2 separate regions of the Callithrix jacchus genome follow, and region 1 is linked to region 2. The links are chromatin contacts, called in public Hi-C maps. All regions are on one chromosome and are shown on one strand. Each heading gives the region's core, a stretch centred on a gene start, on an enhancer-like site or on the middle of the called end of the contact. The rest is flanking DNA. Distances are from core to core; before and after follow the strand shown. Region 1 has its middle 47 kb from the start of ACOT11. Region 2 overlaps SSBP3 (single stranded DNA binding protein 3).

Evidence for each region. A called contact is a pair of places that touch in the nucleus more often than the background predicts.
Region 1: a contact with region 2 is called in a Hi-C map of skeletal muscle, with 8 times the contacts expected there. The contact joins two enhancer-like sites. A contact is called at or near these places in 2 of 3 Hi-C or Micro-C datasets (both in skeletal muscle).

What each region holds. Positions count from the first base shown.
Region 1 is chr7:91,674,103-91,681,799 of calJac240_pri, forward strand. No RefSeq gene overlaps it. Among named protein-coding and RNA genes, the nearest start is that of ACOT11, 47 kb to the right of the region's middle. Within about 2 kb of position 1,844, at least 14 of the 16 cell types and tissues checked have an H3K27ac peak or open chromatin away from gene starts, as enhancers often do. A contact at or near this core is called in skeletal muscle, where this site is marked.
Region 2 is chr7:91,468,121-91,475,448 of calJac240_pri, forward strand. The region is part of intron 5 of SSBP3 (single stranded DNA binding protein 3); the gene reads right to left. Among named protein-coding and RNA genes, the nearest start is that of MRPL37, 70 kb to the left of the region's middle. Within about 2 kb of position 1,476, at least 10 of the 16 cell types and tissues checked have an H3K27ac peak or open chromatin away from gene starts, as enhancers often do. A contact at or near this core is called in skeletal muscle, where this site is marked.

The sequences.
Region 1 (7,697 bases), core at 594-3,093, 210 kb after region 2:
GACTACAGGCATGCACCACCATGCCAGCTAATTTTTGTATTTTTAGTAGAGACAGGGTTTCACCTTGTTGACCAGGATGTCCTCGATCTCTTCACCTCGCGATCCACCTGCCTCGGCCTCCCAAAGTGCTGGGATTATAGGCATGAGCCACCGCGCCCGGCCTCGCAGGATAATTTTATATTTTTAGTAGAGATGGGGTTTCTCCATGTTTGACAGGCTGGTCTCAAATTCCCAACCTCAGGTGATCCGCCCGCCTCAGCCTCCCAAAGTGGTGGGATTACAGGCGTGAGCTACCCTGCATGGCCCCTCTTAGCTTTTTAACGCTCAGCTCTGTTCTGTCCCTTCCTTGGTCAGAAAGCTTCAGGAACCCCGCCCCCCAGCCTGTTCTGCAACTGTCTGATGGATAAAGCCCCAACTTCTGCCCCTTCTAGACCCAGGGTCCCAAGACCTAGCCCAGTCCCAACCCGTTTATGTTTTCCGCGCTCCATTCATTCAATGTGCAAATATTTGTTGAGCCCTTACTATATGCCAGGAATTATGCTGGGCATTCAGGAGATTGTCGATGCACAAATGCACAGAAACCAAGTGTGTTTCGAGAGCTCCGGGGTTCAGGGGCTCTGAGGAGGGGCATGGAGTTGAGAGAGGGACTGGGCTGCCGCCAGCTTTCTTCTCACTGGTTTCCTGTTTACCATTAGCAGCTGCCCATCCCTCCTAGCGCACAAATACCCAAGTGAACCTTGGTATGTTTTCAGACCCGCAGCTCAATCACAAGCATGAAGCAGGCGACTTGAAATCCACCTTCAGCTGCCTTGAAAACCTGCACAGGAACGCCTTTAGATTCCCCCGCCCATGCTCTCCCCAGTTTCAATCTTCCTTTCCCCCTTTTGAGGACATAGGTCCCCTTGAAGTTTTTGTTTGCTTGCAGTAGGGGAAAAACAGCTTTACGTGTAGAGGGTTTTTTCCTTTTTTTTTTTTTTTTTTAATATTAAGCATCAAGAGACACAGCAATCTGCTTGGAGACACTGTACGTGCATAATTAATAAAATCGCATTATTTATTTATAAAGAGACACACGAGGAACGGGAGAATTAGGGCTATCCCCATTATATATGAAGAGAGGGAGAAAGAGTGAAGAGGCAAAATACTTTTTGAACATTAGATCCTTCCAGAGAAGTGTCTCTTAATATGCAGTGAATAAACGACATGTATTCCTCATCCAAGTGGTGCCCTGTGCCCAGAAGGCATCAGAAAAACAGAAACCTGGTTCAGGGGCTTAAAAAAGGAACCGGATCGATGTGGCGCTCGCAGTGCCCAGCATGCCGGCGTTGGTTAGTTGGCAGGAGAGCAGGAGAGAGAGGAGGCGCGGTGGAGGGTTTGGGCGCCTGGAAAGCGGCTTGAGAGCTAGTCCGGGGCTTCCAAAGGAGGGGGACTTGGGGCACAGAATCCCTGGCAGGTGAGGGAGAAGCGGCTACAGTCGCCCCACTGGGCACCACATACATAACCCAGATGCCAGCGAAGGGGAGCCCCTGGTTTCGATTAGCCCATTGCAAACCAGGTCACATGAACTTGGTGGTGGCCAGGGGGTTCTAGATGGCAGCTTTGTCCTTGGACCTCTGCATCCCGGATGCCCGGGCAAGATCGCCAGTATCAATAACCCAACTTATTATATAACAGCCTCGGAGACCGGGAGGCAGGGTCAGGTCCTGCCAGGCTTCTAGAGCTGTCAGTGGACCTTCTCTGTCCTCGTCTCTCTCCCTCTTCCTCTCATTTTTTTTTCTTGAGACATGCTTTAAAATAGAAAACAGGCTTGTGCAGGAACCAAACACACAGAGAGGGGTGGTTTGTAGGGATTTTTCCCCCCACCTCCCTCGAGGGCAAGCAACTCCTGCAGCGCCACTCTCGGCCTTCCCCGGGCGGTGGGCTCGGCGCGGGGGGCGGCGCAGGGAGGGCGGCGTCGGCCGGGGCAGCAGCCTCCGCAGGGTTACCCGGGCGCGTGCAGGGAAACGTCTCAGCAATTCCAGCGCCCGAGCGGAGCGCGCGGGGGGGTGGGGGCGCGCAGCGCGGGGCACCTTGAAACCGCCGGCGGCCGCGCGCTGATTGGCCGAGCCGCAGCCTCGGCGTTCCAGCCAGGCGCCCCTCCCCCCGCGCCGTCCACCCCGGAAGGAATTTCCTCCTCTGGCGGCCGCTATTGTTGTCCACCTTCGCTGTTTGGGTCGGATCGCGTAACCATAGTATCCAAACTGTCCGCGCGGGGCCCCAGCCTGGGACCCCTGTGCCCCCACCCCTCCAGCCCACCCCCCACTTTTTTTTTTTTGCAGCCTACTTATCATGACTTCATCGGACTCCGGGGAGCGGGAGAGGGGGCTGGGGCGGGGGGCGGGGAGCGGTCTCGCTTCTGGCGGCCCTGACTTCGAGATGTTTTCAATTATAATTTTTTAAAGTCTGCTTTGTGGGTTCGGGTCTTTAAAATTCTTCCTACTTGCCCCACTCCCCATGAAACCGTTGGACCAAACTTGAATGGGGTTTTCCTCCGTTTCCCCTTTACCGTCTAGGCTCCAAACCCTGACTTTACGGCTCACGGTCGGGGATGGGGGAAATTCGCAGCAGGAGTCACCCCCCCAAACGCTACCCTTCAGATCGTTACTGTCTCCTGGCCCCTGGCCTGGATTTGAGCTGGGGTAGCGAGGCTGATGGTGGGGTGAAAACATCATCCACTGCAGCACCCCCTACCCCGGGGCGCTTCCTGGCGGGGTTGGGGGATCCCCAGAGATTGATCTTTGGTAGGTGGTGCGGTGTGGATGCCCATCAAACATCGGGGAGGGGTGGCAGCAGAGGGATGAAGGGGAGACGGGGAAAGCAGCTGACAGGTTACTGGAAAAACAAGCCCCCTCGCCCCTCGAATTTCTCTCACGGGTCTCCGAGCTCAGACATCCTAGTCCGCGCCGGCAGCCCGAGCCGAATGCCTGCTCCCACCCCCGGCCAAAAAATAAAACAACCCCAAACAAAACCCTGTCCCCAGAAGTGCATTCGGCTGGGAGAGGTGGGGAGCCAGCAGCGAGTCCGCACCGAGCCGGCGACGCGCAGCGCGGGAGCCCCCGGGCTGGGGCCGGCCGCGGGGGGCGGCGTGTGTGCGGGGGCGGGGGTGTCCAACATTCCCAGAACTCAAATATTCTCCCGGCGCTGGGCCGGACGGGGGCAGTGACTGCTAGGGCCCAAGCTCGGGGCAACACTGCCCCCTAGGGGCCGCCGCCGGAGGTTTGCAGCTGGGGCTGGCGAGGGGTCTGGAGGTTTGTTTGGGTCTAGCCCTGGGACCAGGCACTTTGGCCCGCACGTTTCACCGGCCAGCGGATCCGGGGAGTACCCGGGCAGGGCTACTATGATCCCCTGGCCGACCAGTGACAGGCCAGAGGCCTTCAAGTGCCAGTTCTGGGAGCTGGGGAGATATGGTAGTAGGGTTTGTATTTTTGCTCTAGAATTTAAAACTTTGGAAGACAGTTTTCCATAGGCTCTTGGTGATGGATGGAAACTTTTAAGATCATGACTGAGTCCCCTCATGGTGCAGTTGGAGAAACTGAGGCTCAGAGAAGGGAATGATTTGCTCAGGGATATGGGGTTTGAACCTGTCCTCCCAGTTGTCATCTGCGGCCCTGTGGCTTTTTCGGGCTCACAAAGTCCTCTTTGATTCCTCTGACACCCATGGCTTGCTGTCAGGCATCACCACTCTCATTTTACAAATGAGAAATTAGAGAGGTCTCAACTTGCTCAGTGAGCCTATCTTTTAGTTCAGCCCTCTAGACCGTGGGGACTTGGGGGACCTGAACCTTAGGGTCAATTAGCAGGCCGGCCTTCTGCTCTGGGGCCCCATGGTATTCTATGGTCATCCCTGCCATACCCGGGTGGAGGTGGCTGCTCCAGGCTGGTGGCGGGTGGTGGTAATTTAACAGCGGGGTTGAGTTTGCTGAAACCTAGGCTCTTGGCCTCTAAACAGCTGCCATCAATGGTCCTCAGTTTCACCATCTTTAGAGTGGTTGGTAGCAAGCGGATCTAAGAGTCTGGAATCTTCCAGTGGTTGGGGACACTGTACGCTCCGCCTCTTTGGTCTGCCACGCCCTCTCCTTCTCTCCTTCCTTTCTAGGTTGTGGTCTGCAGGCTGGCTTCCTCCCGCCTCCCTTCCTCCCTCCCTGCAGGGCTCCTGCAGCCGCCCCTCTCTCCCCTCCCCTCCCCTCCTGGCCTGTGCTGACTGCCGGAGGGAGCAGTGGGCACAGAGCCAGTAGAGTGTCAAGTCAACCCCTGGGGAAGATGGGGTGGGGGGCTGCCGGGTTGCTGCTGAGGCGCTGTCAGAGGCTGCAGCTCTGTGCTGGCAGGGACAGAGTCCCCAGGGGTTATTTCTGTCTAAGGTAACTGGTGTCCGAGCTTGCTGCTAGCCTCCTTCCTGTCCCTAGAGACCAGGGAAACTGTTCTGGGAGTCATCTGGAGTCTTCCCTCTCCCTCACTGCCCACGGACAGTCAGGCACCAAGTCTGGGCCTTTCTCCTCTTAAATATCTCCCGTTGTCCCTTTTTCTGATGGGAGATATTTAAGGGGAGAAATGCCCAGAGATCAGATCACTGTTCCCTGATCTCCCAGGGGCTAGCTCTCAACTGGCCCCTGCAGGCCTTACTCCAACACTGTCTGGGAACCTCTCCTGTGAAGCCCAGCCTGGCCCTGCCTCCCACTGCCCTCCTGGCCAGCCCTCTGGGACCTGGGCCTGCCCGCCTCTGCAGCCGAATTTGAGTCTTTCTTTGACACAGACTTTCTGTCCTGGTGACATTGCATGTGACTTCTGGAGCCTGCCACGCTCCCTGGGGTTCCATGGGTCATCGGTCAGGTCCTGCCCAGTCTCAGGGACACTGATGTGGATAACTCCAGCCCTTCCCTGCAGAAAGCTCATAGACTCATGGGGGAGACCCTGCACCCCCCACCCCCGACCTGGTCACAGAATGATTATTGGCAGAATGGAGTCTTAAGAGGATCCTTACCCATCCTGGGGGAAAATCAGGGAAGACTTCCTGCAGGAAAGGGGGCTTGTGCTGAGTGCAGAGAGAGGAGTAGAGGTAAATGGGGAAGACTCCAGGTAGAGGGAGTGTGGTGGGCAGGCACAGTCCTGACAGAGCAGAACTCCTAGGGCAGTGATAAGACTGTAGCTGAGGTGTAGAGAGAGTTGAAGCTGGAGGGAGGCAGGTTCAGGTGGTCTGTGTGTGTTGGCCTAAAGCACCGGGACTTCCACGTGCAGGTCACCGGGACCACAGAGGGCCCTGAGCTCTGGGCTGGACTCCGTGTTGGGAACACTCTCCCTCTTGCAACCAGGACCTGGGGATGCAGAAATGCCTTTTTTTCAGGGGATGGGGACGGAGTCTTGCTCTGTTGCACAGGCTGGAGTGCAGTGGCACGATGATTTCAGCTCACTGTAATGTCATCCTGGATTCAGTTCTCTTGCCTCAGCAAGAGTTGTTGGGACAAAGGTGTGTGCTCCTATGCCCAGCTGATTTTTTTTCCTTTTTTTTGAGATGAAGTGTCACTCTTGTTGTCCAGGCTGGAGTGCAGTGGCGTGATCTCAACTTACTGCAACCTCCGCCTCCCGGGTTCAAGCAGTTCTTTTAGCTGAGATTATAGGCACCTGTAGCTGGGGTTATAGGCACCTGTCACCACACCCAGCTAATTTTTTGTTTATTTTTTTTGGAGGGGATGGAGTCTTACTCTGTCACCAGGCTGGTGTGCAAATGGCGAGATTGGCTCACTGCAACTTCCACCTCCCAGGTTCAAGCGATTCTCCTGCCCAGCTGGGACTACAAGTGCACACCACTACGCCCAGCTAATTTTTGTATTTTTAGTAGAGACAGGGTTTCATCATTTTAGTCAGGCTAGTCTCGAACTCCTGACCTCAAGTGATCCACCTGCCTCGGCCTCCTAGAGTGCTGGGATTACAGGCATGAGCCACCATGCCCAGTCTTTAATTTTTGTGTTTTTAGTGGAGACGGGGATTCACCATGTTACCTAGGCTGGTCTTGAACTCATGATGGCAAGCAATCCCCCCGCCATGGCCTCCCAAAGTGCTGGGATTATAGGTGTGAGCCACTGCGCCCGGCCCAGAAATGGTTATTTTTACCTACCCAGCCTGTCTTCTTATTTCCTGCCTCATTCCAGAAAGGATCTAAATGCGCACCAAAGAAGGATCAGATCTGGTTCTTGCCTTCAAGGAGCTCACAGACTGAGATAGGTAAAGGATAAGGTGGCTCAAGGCAAAATGAGGAAAGCACAGAGAGAATTTTCTAAAAGATGTACCTGGGCTGGGCATGATGGCGCATGCTGGTAATCCCAGCACTTTGGGAGGCTGAGGCGGGAATATTACTTGAGGACAGGATTTTGAGACCATCCTGGGCAACATAGTGAGACACTACCTCTAAAACAGTAAAAATAAAAAAGAAAATAGATCGGGCGCAGTGGCTCATGCCTGCAGTCCCAGCACTTTAGGAGGCTGAGGCAGCCAGATCACTAGGTCAAGAGATCAAAACCATCTTGGCCAACATGGTGAAACCCTGTCTCTACTACAAATACAAAAATTAGCTGGGTGTGGTGGTGCACTCCTGTAGTCCCAGCTACTCAGGAGGCTGAGGTAGGAGAATGGCTTGAACCTGGGAGGTGGAGGTTGTAGTGAGCCACGATCTCACCACTACATTCCAGCCTGGTGACAGAGCAAGACTCCGTCTCAAAAAAAAAAAAGACAAGACAAGACAAGACATACCTGGAAGCCCTTTGGGCTGGGAGTGGTGGCTCACACCTGTGATCCCAGCACTTTGGGAGGCTGAGGCAGGTGGATCACCTGAGGTCAGGAGTTTGAGACCAGCCTGGCCAACATGATAAAACCCCTTCTCTATTAAAAATACAAAAATTAGCCGAGCATGGTGGTGTATGCCTTAATCCCAGCACTTGGGAAGCTGAGGCAGGAGAATCGTTTGAACCCAGGAGGCAGAGGTTGCAGCGAGCAGAGATTGCACCACTGGGCTCCAGCCTGGGCGACAGAGTGAGACTCCATCTCAAAAAAAAAAAACAAAACTCTCTTATTTGGCTCCTGTCTGCTCTGGCGGCTGCTCCATCTCTGCTCACCTGTACCCCTCCCATTCCCTTTACTCCAGCCAAGTGAGTTATTTGCGGTTCCCCCAGTATACCACATTCCCACCACCCAGCTGGTCTGTGGCCAGTTGTTTGCTTTGCCTTGGATTCTGTTCTCCAGGGCTCTTTTTCTTCATTCAGCTGTGGCCTGTCAGGCATCACTGCCTCCAGGAAGCCCTCCTTGATGCCCAAATTTGGGTTTCGTTCCTCTTTTGAATTGCCATTGTCCCTTGTGCTTCCTTTCAGCATAGTGCCCATCCTAACAGTCATCCTCAGGAGACTAGCATCCTCCATCTCTGGTTTACCCTGGGTCTCTTGTAGATCATATATGCCAGGGCTCAGAGTAGATGCTCAGTTAAGGTTTTGTTGTTGAAGACTGTGCATAAGCTGCTGCGAATAATAATAGCAACAGACATTTACTGACTGCTTGCTGTGTGCCAGGCACTGTGCTAGCCACTTGTCATATGTTGTTTTCGTCTTTATTTTATTTTTATTGTTTTGAGACAGAGTTTTGCTCTTGTTGCCCAGGCTGGAGTGCAATGGTATGAT
Region 2 (7,328 bases), core at 226-2,725:
GGCCCTTTGGGAGAGGAAGTGTTTCAGAGAGAGGTTGTCTAGGAGTGAATTTAGGCAGTAACAGGACATGAACCTGACCCCACACTAGGGATCCTGGCATTCAGAACAGTGCCTGACACAGCTGGATGCTGGAATGGCCTCTGACCCCCAGGGCAGTGCTGGGGCCCAGAGCCCAGCCCAGACTCCCCTGAAGACCAGGTTCCTCCCACTGCGGCGTGAGCTTACTCAGGGTGTCTGTCCTGATCCATATAATGCCGAGGGCGTGTTATTACAGGATTCTGCTGGAATTCTCTTCCTCAAACCTCTTCTGCTACAAGGGCTAAGGAATTTGACCTTTTTTTTTTTAAAGGAGAAAAACCTCAGTATGGTTTGCTGAGAAGGTAGGTGGGGACAGGAGCAGAAGGGAATCCACCCTCAGTCAGCTATGAAGAGACAAAACAAAAACACCCTCCAGCCCCACAGGGCCCCAGCCACAGGGAACAATCACTCCGTCCTAAGTAAATGCAAAGTGAAAACTCAGGTCCAAAGGGGAAAGGATAAAGCAGCCTACGCTCTTAAAAAGCGTGAAGTGAAGGTAGCTACTGACGCCCATCCTTCCAGTATCAGATCCACAGAAGCCAGAGATTCCAGAGTCCTTTTACAGCCTGAGAGCATAGCCCCAGTGAGGGCTTGGCCAAGAGCAGCACCAAGAACAGAGCCCAGGCCTCCTAAGTCCAAGAGGCCAGAGACTCCTTCCCCACCCCCTCCCTCAAAAGGGAGAAGAGAGGAGTGAAAGTCCCACCCTGGGCTTGGGAGACCAGGAGAAGGTGGTGTGCAGCCCAGCTGGGCTCTGTGGCATGGGGCTGGCTCCGCGTTAGGGGGCAGTCGAGGCCCTAGCAGCCGCTGGGTGCTTTGTTACCGAGCAAATCTCCCAGGCGCTGCCTGCTGATGCATAGCTAACTGGGCGGCAGACATTGATTTATGTTCAACTTTCCATTTCATCAGCGAGAGTTAAAGCGCTACATGTGGAGTTCACATTTTTCAGAGAGGGAGGGAGAGGCGGCTCGAGTGTGCAGACACAAACATGTCCACATGCGTGCACACAGGCACACGCACCAGTCAGGGCTGCAACTTTTTTTCCTATTTAAGGGGGAGGGCGACAGGGCTGAGCCAGCCGCCGCTGAGGCAGCCTGGCACGTCAGGAGTAACCTTTAGTGCACTGTTGCTAGGAGCCCCAGTGCCGGTCATCTGCGGCTGGGCAGACGTTAGGCACCAGGCTGGCTGCCGGGCAGGGAGGGGAGCACAGCCTGACCTTTGCGAGGGAGGTGCTAGCAAGTAAAAAAAGGCTTTCTTTCCTCTCCTCTGCCCCAGGCCTCTTCTCACTGGCCAGGAGATTGTGGAGGGCTGGACCAGCCCAGACCCATATGCTTCAGAGTGGCCAGCACCCACCACTGGACAGAGAGGCAAGCTAAGGCCAAGAGGGCAGGCTGGATCTCAAGGACACACAGGTGTGCAGGGCCGTACTCCAACCAGGGTGTCCCACTCCCAGGGCATGGGGCTTCAGGTGGGCTGCAGCACAGCAAGCAGAGGAGGAGCTGCCGCTCCCAGAGCCAAGTCAGTTTGGAACAGGTGGGGCCTGGGGGTGGGGAGAGCAGTGGCTCCCCACCTCCAACTGTGGCCGGGAGCCCAGCAGTTGGGGCGCCCCGCCTCCTCTATAATCCTTCTCAGCAGGGGTGACCCTGCCTTCTGTCAGTCTGGAGGCCGACGGCAGGGTGGAGGAGCTGGAGGGGGTGGAGCGAACACATCCACCCTGACACAGCATCTCTGTCCTCCTCCCCAATGAAAGGCTGCATCTATCAGACTCCCCCTACCTGCAGAGAAGCAGACAGGGCCAGGCGAGGCCCAGAATGAGGAGGGGGTTTACTCCCCAACAGATAAGCAGTTATCAAGAAGCTGCGGATCCCCCCGCCCCACTGGAGCCTCAGTTTCTTGTGTATACACTGGCAATGCTGTTGGTTCTTAGGACTACCTCATAGGGCCAAATGAAATCACAGCATTACAGCAGGGGACAGCTTTTCTAGCCTGGAGAATTTTCTAGCCTGCTGGTAGTAGCTTCTACCAGCAACTACTAACATAAGAGGGAATCAGACAGTTCCACTCTCAGGCCTGAGAACACTGGCTGGGGTGGGTGGGAGGGCTAGGCTGTGCAGCCCCAGATGAAGTGTCCATACCTGCCTCCTGCCCCCCATCTGTGCAGGCCACAAGTCAGGCCTCCTTTAGGCTCCAACATCACCAGAGGCCACCAATCACCGGCAGGGAAGCTGCCCTCAGTCTCACCCAGCAGCCACTCCTGCTCGGGCTGCAACCACCTCCAGAGGGGACCACAGCTGGACTCCACACTGGCCAGCCTGCCAAGGGCTGTAGAGCCTCTTCCTGGGATCACATTGTTCCCCTTATTAGGAACCTTCCATGGCTCCCCGACTTTAAGTCCTTCCCGTGTCTATTCTTGGCTCCATCCCCACACCCTAGCCCGCTTGTCCAGGCCCCTGCCACCCCAAACTTGCCCCATCACATCACATCCTGCACAGGCTCCCTTTCACCTGGCACACTTCCCCACCCCAATTCACTGCCAACTGCCTTCTCCTCCTCAACCCAAATGTCAGTCCCTCGGGGAGGCTTCCCCAGAGAAGCCAGGCTAGCTGCTCCCTGCACCTGCCCCCATGGCATTCTTCCTGTCAACCTCTCCAGTGTGGCACACAGTCACTCCCTGCCCCCTCCACCAGACTAAGAGCCCCTTGAGGGTGGGGTCCGTGGCTGCCTCTTGGGTGACTGACCGGTCCCCTGCCCTTAGACACCATGTCTGACCGAGGGGCTGAGGGACAACCAAGCAAGCCTGGCCAGGTCTCACATGATCAGGGCTCAGCTCCTTCCCCTGCCCTGCCTTCACCTCACCATTATGTCAGGTAGGTTGGACCCCAGCCCCCGCCACCAAGCTTCCACCAGTAAAAGGCTTTGGAAACCAAAAGCAAACAAGGTGGCTTAATTCTTCCCAAGTCTCCCCTTGTCCCAAACTTGTCCTGGTCAGCACAGAGAGGCCTTTCCTGCCGTAGCAGCTTTCTGGCAGGGGGAATGTCCGCTCCCTCTGCTGGCTTCTGCTTCCCGCTGGAGAGCAGGGCAGGAAACAGACAGCATTTGGCACAGCTTTTGGAAACTGCACCAGTTGCTCCCAGGGGTATGTCCTCATTTACTGGGCTTCGACCCTCCCTGGGAACACATTGGCCACCCCACAGCTCACAGCACCCAAGGCACTCCACTGGGCATCCTGCCTCTGCTTAGTTACCCACTGCTGTTGAGCAGCTCACCACTTCATCATTAATTTGGCAGATGACAGAAATGTCTTCCATACAATGATCCAAATTGTCCTCCCTCTTCTTTTCTCTCAAGGACTTGGGATCTGGGGTTGAGAGCTCACAGAGGCAGGTCTGAGTACACGGCAGGCTCTCCATCGCAGAACTTAAGATACTTCAACTCAGTCATCAGAGCTCTCGGTAGGCTGCCCTTCTCCCAGAGAAACCCCAGCTACTTCTGCAGGAGATGAGAAAAGCTTTCTAGTCACGCATGTCTCTCTCCTCTCTTGTTTTCTGGGTCATGTCTCTGGCTCTTGGGCTACACAAATTGTTTGCTCTTTCTTGTCCTCTTCCCATAACCAATGGGAAGGGTTCTCTAGGGACCTCAACATCTTTCTAAGGCTGGTGGGCCTGGCCAGCAGGAATGAGGACTCATTGCAAAGTGTCAAATACTCCCTATTACCCTTCACCAAGGTGGAAGGTATCTAGATGTTCAAAGCAGGATGGGCTAAGCTTTTGGCAACAGAAGCTGGGACCCCTCCTCCAGGACTGTCTTTTCCAGAGAAGGCACTCAAGAGTCTTTAACCCTGTGGCCTCTGCTGGCTCTCTGTCACACAGCATCCATCATCAAGATGGTCAGCTACTCTCTGGTGGGGCACGGTGGCTCACACCTATAATCCCAGCACTTAAAGAGGCCGAGGTGGGTGGATCACTTCAGGTCAGGAGTTCGAGACCAGCCTGGCCAACACGGTGAAACCCCCGTTTCTATTAAAAATACAAAAAGCTGGGCGTGGTAGTGGGTGCCTGCAATCCTAGATACTCAGGAGGCTGAGGCAGGAGAATTGCTTGAACCCAGGAGGTGGAGGTAGCAGTGAGCTGAGATCACCACTGCACTCCAGCTTGGGTGACAGAGTGAGACCCTGTCTCAAAAAAAAAAAAAAAAAAAAAAAAAAAAGGTTGTCAACTCCTTTCTGAGCACTGGCTGCAATGCCCAAGTCCCCGTCACCACAAAGCCACTGGAGCAGTTGCAGAGGAACTGTTTTGGAACACAGATCTGGTCAAGACATTATCCAGCCCAGGGTACTTCCCTGGCTTCCCACTGCCCACCGGATCAAGCCCACACCCAACAAGGTCCTTCAACAACTGCCCAGCAACCTCTCCAGCCTCATCTCCCACTGAGCACCTGTAAACCACCTAATTCTAGACACCATCTCAGTCAGGGCTACACTGCCTCCAGGAACCCCTTCCTGAACTTTCATCTTGGCAGGCAGACAGGCCTCTCCTCTGTTTTGCCACCAGGCCTGGGTTACCTGTCTGTCTCTCTGCTAGGCTGGCTGCTCCTGTGGGCAGGCTATGGTTGATTCAGTTCAAGGCTAGAGCCAAGCCCCATGCCTTGTACATCAGAGACGGCCAATGACTGTCATAACCATAATCCTTTCTCCTGTGATTTCATTTCCCTGTCTATAAATGGAAGCTTGAATTAGATCAGGGATGGCAAATAGGATGTGTACCACCACTGACACGTTCACGTTCATGGTAGACATTGCCAGTCACTGTTGAGCCCAGACACACAGCTTCAGAATCATTCTCACAGTGTCCTGGGCAGCCACCACGCATCAAGCAGAGCTGGCATATGAATGGAAACTTACTTGCTACTTCTTTAGATAAGAGTTATAGTTTCTCTGTCTCCTTTTGGTCTCTCCCTCCTTTTCTCTAGTTCTCTAATCTCCCTGCTTCCTCCATCCAATCAGATGAGTATCTACGTTTGGACTCTGGAGTGTTTGTGGAAGAGCACTCCATGAGGAACCAGGAAACCTGGGTTTAGACTCTGATTACAGCCCCTGGTCAACTCTGGGCAAGTCATTCTCCTTTCCGAGTCTCACTTTCTCAGTGTGCATGCCTTCTCTGCAGAAAAACTGTGATGAAAATGAAAGTAAGCTGCATGTTTAAAACACTATGTAACTGAAAACAATTATTGGAATTCAAAAACAAAACAAGAAGAAAAACAGCCTGTACCCAATGCTCAGTTCTCCACGACCCCTGCCCTCTTGTGATTCCTGTTTTGGACTCAGAAACCCTTAATGGACAGTGCCCTCCTTGGGACCACTTTAGAGCCAAGGAACTTAGGAATTCTTACTGGACAGTGCCCCCCTTAAGGACCAAGGAACTAGGGGACCCACCCAGATCAGTGGGGCTGGCCAAAGCCAAGCTGGGTTTGCCAGATGTGCAGCCCAACCCAGCTAAGCTGCATGAAAAAAAAAAAAAAAAAAAAAAAAAAATGCCACTGCTTGATTATGTAAAGTCCATCTGGATCCAAAGCAGAAAATCAAACCTGGAAGGGCCCCTCAGAGACCATCTGGTCCAGCCTGCTCCATCTACTGGTGAGAAAACTGGGAGTTCAGAGATGGGGAGCAACTTGCCCAAGGTCACTCAGCAAGTAAGCAGCCAAGCCCTCTTTGTCTTTCCCTGCTGCAAAACACCAGGACACCACTCCTGAACTCCCAAGCCGGCTTCCTGTTAGACCCTCCCTGATCAGAATGTCAGATCTAGCACTCTGGGGCTGACTGGGCTCCTCTCCTATAAGATGAGCAATAAAGTAGGCTCAGTTCAAACATTTACTGGGTCCTTAGTATATGACAGGTGCTAGGGATGCCAATGTTGGGGCAGTCTTGTTTTTAAACAAGAAATTCAGAAGTAGAATGCCCTTGCTAAATTCTACCAAGACCCCAAGAACCCCACACTATTCCCCAACAGTGAGGTGTGGTCAGGTCAGTTTCCAAGCCACCTCCCTGCCAGCCCGTAACTGGCTACCAGAGACATCTTGTGCCACAGGACCACAATAGGTACTGCCCGCACCTTGGAAACCTGGACATGGATGAAGTAAAAGCTGATGGCAGACCCCCATGTGTGGATGGCCAAAATTTGTGACCTCAGGCGTGGCCTTGAAGCCTGGCAGTCAGAGGCCTACAGGAGCAAGGCCCTGTGCTGCTTACTGAGTGGCTGGGATGGAGGTGGACAGCTGCTCCCTCCCACCCAACCCTGGAGGCCTGCTGGCTTCTACGTTTAGGACCAGCTGGGGGTGAAGTCCTGACCTGAAAACTGGGCTGGTTACCCTAGGCCAAGGGCTGGCCAAGGCTGGCTCAGCCATCCCGAGCCAACTCCCTGGTGCAAAGCCTTCCCACAGCAGAGCTTCCTACCCAGGCCTCGGCCAAGCAGGGGAAGAAGTGCAATTGTCGCCAGCAGATAAAATTCTCGATACCATCTCTATTTCCCTTCTAATATCACAGTGGCCGCCTGCAATACTAGTGAGGGGCAGGGCCGGCAATCAATAGCTAATATTCCTGTTGTAAGCAGGTCTATTCCGGAAATGGGCAACCAGTACCTCCTTCCAGAGAGATACCCTTTCCCCTTGGCAGCGACCCAGGCTGAGAGGTTCAGCATCACGGCCAGGAAGAACCAGGCCAGGTACCTGCTGGCCTAGCCTACCACCCTGCATCTGACTGATGGGGAAATGATGCCGGGAAGTGGGAGAAAGGAATCACCCAACATCACCAAGAAAGCAGACAATCCAAGACACTGCTCTCTGCTGTCTGCTAGATGACCCCATCAGCTCTTGATGGCTCACCATGCCTGGAAAACAGAGGTGACCTCAAGTCAAGAAAGTCCAAAAGTTACCTCTATTTGATGGTGGCTAGTAATGGCTAAATAAGGACAGGAATCAGTCTTGGCTTTCTGACCATACACCCCAAACGTCACAGGGGAGGGCCCAAGAAGTATGCCTGGAATTAGGCCTTAGCCATGGACAATTATACCAAAGCAGGAAGTTGGGAGCTGCCCACATATCAGGCAGAACTGAGCCTTGTCCTAGACTCAGGCCAAAATAAAAGTCAATGGCCTATTTTTAAAACATACAACTGGCTATTGTCTAACTCTTTCTACCACAGTGGTCTAATCTGCACTGAACACCCATATTGTCAGCAAGCAGCCTCAATCTGGATGTAC